Linked DNA regions of Anser cygnoides: region 1 is linked to region 2. Evidence: chromatin contacts called from public Hi-C data. All regions are on one chromosome and are shown on one strand. The core of a region is the stretch at or near the end of the contact, and the rest is flanking DNA. Distances in the headings are between cores, read along the strand shown. Region 1 holds the start of ACAT1 (acetyl-CoA acetyltransferase 1). Region 2 holds the start of FDX1 (ferredoxin 1).

Region 1 (3,409 bases), core at 530-3,029, 880 kb after region 2:
CTAAAATACAAAAATCATAAAATGCCTTTTTTAATATGTCGTCTAGTACAAAGTCTCACCATAACATCTGTGATGAAAATATCTCCTGAAAAAATAATCAGATACTCTTTTAAAAACAAAAAGCATTTTATTTTTGCCAAATCTGTTATAGAATCATTATGGTTGTAAAAGCCCTCCAAGATCATCTGGTCCAGCCATCCCCCTACCACCAATGTCACCCACTAAACCACGTCCCTAAGCACCACGTCCAACCTTTCCTTGAACACCCCCAGGGACGGTGACTCCACCACCTCCCTGGGCAACCCGTCCCAGTGCCTAACTATGTACGCTTACAAACAGTCTGACAACCAGAGAGCTACCTATCTTGAGAAGCATTAGTCTGTCTACAGCAACAGTCTGTCTGCTTCTCTTGACTTGGGTTCGTTCCTTGCTTTCACTAACTTCTCTGCTTTTTAAATGGTGGCAGGTTACACCTACAGCATCATTTCATTGGCATTTCATGTGCAAAAGTGGGAATAACAAGTTCAGAATGCTACAAGAGATGCCAATGAAACCAAGGAAAAGACAGAAACCACACCTGAACAGGCTAATCCACCGGCAAGGAGCTCCACGTAAGCAGCAGTGCAATAGGCAGAGATACACCTGCAGGTGTTACTGCAAACGTTAGCGTTTACCTTCCAACAGAAACCAGCAGTTTAGAACACAGAGTTCAAGCCATTTACTCAGACAAAGTTCCAGCACACTGAAGACATTCTGACCGCTGGATGAGAGCTGAATGATTACTAATTAAAAGTAAAAGCCACCCCCGGACGCCACAAAGGCACCATCCATCTTACGAGTCAAACAACGCCTGCTGGTACTGCACTGACAGCTCAAAGCACTGCATGTTTCTCTTGACATCTGACAAACTTCAACTAACAAAACACATTTTTCCGATTGTTTTTACATTATTCCCCCCCCCCCCCCCCCCCCCCCCCCAGCTCAGGCTGGGGTTTCCAACACAGAGTTTTGAACGAAATTTCTCTCAAAGTGACCTACATCTGCACCGGGCAAGGGCTGTAAAGGCTTCGTTAGCACCAAACCCCACAGCACCAAAGCCACACGTGCTTACAGGATCTCTCCTGGATCACCCCCCGGCTAGATCACCGTGTGTGCTCACAGGATCTCTCCTGCATTGCCCCCACACGGGATCACCGTGCGTGCTTACCACATCACGCCCGGCTCTCGCCTTTGCGGCACACTGGAAAGAAAGGAGACAACGCTGCAGCCGCCTCCTGCTAGCCGCGGCCATGCTCCGTGCCAACGACAGACTTTTATTTAAAAAAAAAAAAAAAAGACTTTCCGGGCGGGTGGGGAGCAGCCTCCCAGCTCCTCTCCTCACAGCGCCTCTCCAAGCGCGGCCACACCCGGCTGCCTCCCCTACCCCTACGCCTACGCCTACCTCACCTCCTCCTTCCTTCCCTCCTCCTCCTCCCTCTTCTCCTCCTCTTTCTCCTTCTCCTCCTCCTCTTTCTCCTCCTCCTCTTTCTCCTCCTCCTCCTCCTTAGACACAGCCATGACCTTGGGTGAGCCCCCGGGGCCGCACGGCGGTGCCAGGGCCGTGACAGGATGGGGCCGAGCAGCGCCCCCCCCCCCCCCACCTCACGCCGCCCCCCCCGCCCCGCGCCTCACCCGCAGCAGCCCGGCCACCGCCGCGCGCCGCCGGCCCAGCCCCGCTGCGCCCGCCATTTTGCCGCCGGCCCCGTCACCTTCACGGACAGCACCGCCCCGATCCCCTCCCGGCTCCCCATTGGTCTGCGCGGCGGAGGCGGGACCGGGATCGGCCCTGCTATTGGCTGGGCTCGGTGTCATGTCAGCCCTGCCCTCGCCCCGCCTCAGGGGGCTGAGGGGCCCCATCAGTCGTTGGAGCGCTGGTGGGGTCTTCTGTGAAGCAAATAACTGTATGCATGGTTTGTCCCTATAAGGCACTGATTTTGTGGGGACCTGGCTTTGCCCTCATAGAAATAAATCACAGAGTCATTAAGCTTGGAAAAGACCTCCAAGACCATCTGGTCCAACCATCCCCCTACCACCAATGTCACCCACTAAACCATCTCCCTAAGCACGACATCCAACCTTTCCTTGAACACCCCCAAGGACGGTGACTCCATCACCTCCCTGGGCAACCCGTTAAACTCATCATCTGACCATGTCAATTTTAGAATGCTGGATTGTCATTTTTTCCACTGTTCTTTATCGCCCATGACACCCTGTGCCTCCACCTCCCTCACTCAGTAAGCCCAGGTAGCAGGATGGCACCCATGCAGTGGGGCAGCTTTGCCCCTTGGGCATAAACCACAGTCCTCCAAGCACTGAGGCACAATCCCATGAGAAATCACGTGCCTGTGCGGGTACCCTTGAATGTGGGCTGCTGACCTTCCCAGGAAAAGGAGCGCTGATCCCGTGACTCTCAGCAACAGCTGTAGCAAAGAAGGCATGCAGCAGGACTGTAGCACCTTGCCTGGTGCTTGCGTCTGCATGGCCTGGCAGGGTGACAGAAGCTCCTGCAGCCTGAGGAGGGACACCTGCATACGATAGCTGTTAACCTACTTTTGCACACCAGGACACACACAGTTTCTTTACAAACTAAACTGCCTCCCCCTCCTCATTTTAATATTTATTAATTTATTCTGGAGGAACGGGGACAAGCTTCCACAAATTAGGGTTACCTCTGACTTGTCATCTAAAATAGCTATACCCTGTTACTTATTACAGCAGCTGCAGTGCATTACAAGGCAGACACAGGGTCAACAGCCCCAGCAATTGTCTCCTGCTATTACAACAGAGATGGAGGACACCTTCCCAAGCCCTGCTTCCAGCCAGACAGCCTGGGGGCAAGCAAAGGAGGCACAGCTTCAGCATCCCTTGGCCTTTCCCCTTTGCTTCTTTATACAAACCCTGCAAGTAAGGGGCTAGGTTGCCGTCCATCTCTTCCCTAGGTGTTCCCACCTGGAATAGTGCCAGGAACTGCTCCTTCTGAGGAGCCTTTCTCTGCAGCTCACGTGCTTTAGGTCTCCTTTCCAGCCCAACAATGCTGCCCCACTAGCACAGTGATACCTCTGCCCTCTTTTCCGAGTGCAGCTCTTTGCAGGGATGTTCGCAGTCCTTTCAGAGCAAGGGGGACACTTGCCTTACACATGGGTTTTCATTCCCAGGGTGACAGCTTCTCTGTCAGCGCTAACAAAATTTGGAGAACACATGCTTCACCATGTGGCTAGTTCCAGTACATACCAACCAGCCTCAGCTATGCTTTTCCAAGATACTACGTCACTGTCCCAATGAAAGGGCGAGGGATCCTGTAGTTTTAAGGCTTCCCAAAGCCACGTTCACAGGGAGTGGAATTTCCACAGAAGATCCAGTGCTCCTCAGC
Region 2 (3,517 bases), core at 652-3,151:
GACACCAAAAATACTGTCTAAATATCTAAACTGCTATAAAAGAATTCTTAGATAACTACTGTTCATCACAAAATGAAAGGTGGGGAAACGGGGAAGAAAACAGACTGAAGATACATAACAAAACTGGGAAGGAAAACATAATGTTTGATGCCCCACTGACCCCCTTTGGAAACCTCTGCTCACAAGAATCTCTTCTGCTGACAATTTTACCTGTTTAGGTCTTCATCCTCTAAACATAAATACAGGTAACTTTACATGTAAAAACAACGAGGAATGAATGTTTTTACTGGACTAACATTGACTATACAAATTTCAGGAACCAATTCAACCAATAAAGGTATGACGAGAGAAAAATAACTTGCACGTAAATTGAGGAACTACTCATGTATGAAAGAAACCAAAAGTTTTTTTCCTTCCAAGTCATTTAGCTGGATTATAACGTATTATTTAAACAATACATTTGAAATGCTTGCTTGTGCGAACTCTTTTGCGGGTATGCTTGTGCAATGTGTGTGAATAGATGGCCGGTCTGTTTACAAGCCTGCATTCAGTCTGTGTGAAGGACCTGAGGGATTCTTGGTCTTATATAACAATTAGGTAAGGAAATGTCTTCCCTTTTCAGTAGACCATTTCATCTTATTTTACCCTGCTCAATAACTTAATATTTTTTTAGAGTTCTGACAATGCTTTTCAAAGTGTTTTTGTTTGTTTGTTTGTTTTGTTTTTTTCAGTGACCTCAAAATTAATGATGGTCTCGGCAGGTTAGTGGAGACCTATTTATTAAGGCATTAGAGTCACTCAGAGAAGCAACCTAAACAGGCACCATACACGCCTTGTACAGGAGTCCTGAACTACGAGGCTTGTTTGTCTCTCTGTATTAAAAGATTAAAAGTATCTGCTGGCACAAAGTGAAGAGCACCTACAGGAGCGTTTGTTTAAAACCAAACTGCTGAAACGACTTTGATGGCGAGGGCACTACCCAACCCTCTGGAAACAGGCTAGGCTGCCCTGATGTTGGGCAGCCCATTGTGGGTTTTGTTCTTAGTCAGAGAAACTCCTCTGACAACCAAGTTAATTTGCCTTTTAAAAGTGTATTTTAAATACTGCAAGTTACCTGCGGGCTCAGACCTTTGGATACACAGGCTACAGTCTCGGAGGCCACGCATAAACAAGTTTCTGATTACGTGTAGTGTTGCAAATCTGTAGTCGTGGACTGTGCAATATTGGTGCCTACAGGGCTCGAGCATGCCACAGCACACGCTGAGGGCAGGAGGGGCCCTGCACATCTGTGTATGTGCTCCTCGGTAAAGAGAAACTGTACCACAAGCAGGGGAGATCTTCAGATCTGTGCTGCGCTTCCACCACCGATTTAGTCAACCTTACGAAATTAAAAAAAAAAAAAAAAAAACAAAAAAAACAGAATACACCGGCCCCAAACCCCCTCACGGCCCCCTGAGCCCGGCCGGGGGTCACCAAGGGGCCGCCCCCTGACAGACGAAGCGCGGCCGGGCCCTGCCCCGAGCTCCTCAGGGCTCATCACGGACCGGGGGCGGGTGCCCGGGGCCGCCCCCGCCGCCCAACGATCGCTGCCCTCAGCCGTGCCCGCTCCGCCGCCCTTACCTGCGCGCCGCCCGGGCGGAGAGGCCGAAGGGCCGGGCCAACAAGGCAGCGGAGCCGCAGCCCGGCCTCGTCCCAGCTGCCGGCGAGGAGGAGAGGAGCCAGCGGCGGCAGGAGGAGGAGGCGGCGGCGGCGCGGAGAAGGCTGAGGAGGCGGGCGGGCGGCGGGGCCGCCATGTTGCGGCACGGAAAGGAGGCAAAGTCCCAGTGCTGCCGCCGTCTACGGCGACTCTCGTAAGGGTTTACGCCGCCTGCGTAGCGCGCTGCCCGCCCACTGCTGACGGCGTCGAGAGGGGACGGCGCCACGGGAGCGGCGGGGGTTACGCAAAGTGCGCGGCGCTGCGCCGTAATGGTGCTGGGCGGCGCTCGCTGCACCGGCCGGCCCCTGAGGGTGGTCCCTCAGAGCCCGGCGTGTCCTCCTGTCGTCCCCGGCTGGGGCTGGGAGGGATTTCGAGGGTCTGCTGGCCCAAGGAGTTCTTATTAAATCCGCAATGGTGGTTTAAGAAACCTGGCGTGTGGCGGATGGGGATTTGTGGTTCTGGGCAGGGAAGAGGTGGTGGTGATGGTGATGTGGTGATGGTGTGGTGTGCTGATGGTGATGGTGATGGTGATGGTGTGGTGTGGTGTAGTAGTGGTGGTGGTGGTGGTGGTGGTGGTGGTGGTTATGGTGGTGATGGTTGGTGGTGATGCTGGTGGTGCTGTTGATAGTGTGGTGCTGGTGGGGTGATGGTGGTGATGGTGGTGGTGGTGATGGGTTGGTGGCAATGATGGTGGTGATGGTGATGGTGGTGGTGGTGATGGTGGTGGTGGGGTGGTGTTGGTGGCTCAGAGGTCTCAGCTGTCCCCTGGGCTGGCCACACAGGATCACAGAGAAGTTCCTAGGTCCTTGCTGCTGTTTCTTCTGGCAGAATATCAACTTCTAAATCCCAGGCAGCAGCAGAGGGACAGCAAAGCTATCAGAGGTTTTAGCGGGAGGAGAGCTCAAATATCAGTATGGAAATGTTGAGACTTCCTCAGCTGTACAGACCACACACAGACTTAAGTTGTCTCCCTGCAATATACATGTCGGCCTACAAGATTTGATTATGTTATTAAGTAGATCATCCTAACATACTTAAATTGGAGAGTGAAAGAAGGAAAAAATACAGCATTTACTTTGAAATATTTTCAAACAGGAGTGGAAATAAATGGGGAAAAGGAAGAATTGTTTGCTTCTAGTGCTCTTAGGTACACAAGGTTGTTCCTGATGCCTTAGGATTTCAGGAGTATATTTTTGTTGCATCAGAGTAAGATCAGTGAGGGAGATGACATTATACAATGTATTTTCTTTAAGTAAAGGAGAAGGTTGTGGTGGAAAGGTAAAGAGCCACCAAACTTTCTATTCATAAACCAAGTGACTTAAATGTGCCAGTTTTCTGGAAAAAATGTTTATTGTTGTTATCCTTTACAATCTAGTATTCTTTCTGTAAAAGAAATATTTGTCTCTCCCCACCTAGCTTTAAGATGGGATTTTAGAAGTGTTACAGTTACCTTAGATGCGCAGTGTATCTCTAAATTTCAGCTGGCAGGTGGAGGTCCTTTATTTTTTTCTAGGCAATTTCTGTAGTAACTGTCACAGAGGCGCCAAGTAACTGAAGTCAGGTGGGTTACCACTGTGTAGTACAAGCAGAATCCCTTTCAGTTTTTCTTTGATTACAAGCAAAGTAATTGCATTTGTTCAAACACACTTTTCACAGAGCGACATTCATTAAATATAACTGAAACCAATGCACAGAATATGTTTATTAGATCATACTTTTACATAAATACAGTCAGCATACTTGAATATATCACAGAACAGTCACTGAAATAAACAGCAGGAGGCCATATCCTCAATTAGTATGCTGGTATCCTCTCACCCA

Evidence for each region. A called contact is a pair of places that touch in the nucleus more often than the background predicts.
Region 1: a Hi-C map of liver shows a contact between it and region 2, with 2.3 times the contacts expected there. The contact joins the promoter of ACAT1 here to the promoter of FDX1 in region 2. A contact is called at or near these places in 2 of 7 Hi-C or Micro-C datasets (both in liver).

The regions. Positions count from the first base shown.
Region 1 is chr1:195,059,040-195,062,448 of Taihu_goose_T2T_genome, forward strand. ACAT1 (acetyl-CoA acetyltransferase 1) reads right to left here and starts at 1,780. Exons shown (of 12, transcript XM_066989828.1): 1 at 1,672-1,780. The coding sequence starts at 1,728.
Region 2 is chr1:194,177,214-194,180,730 of Taihu_goose_T2T_genome, forward strand. FDX1 (ferredoxin 1) reads right to left here and starts at 1,902. Exons shown (of 4, transcript XM_048047055.2): 1 at 1,621-1,902. The coding sequence starts at 1,793.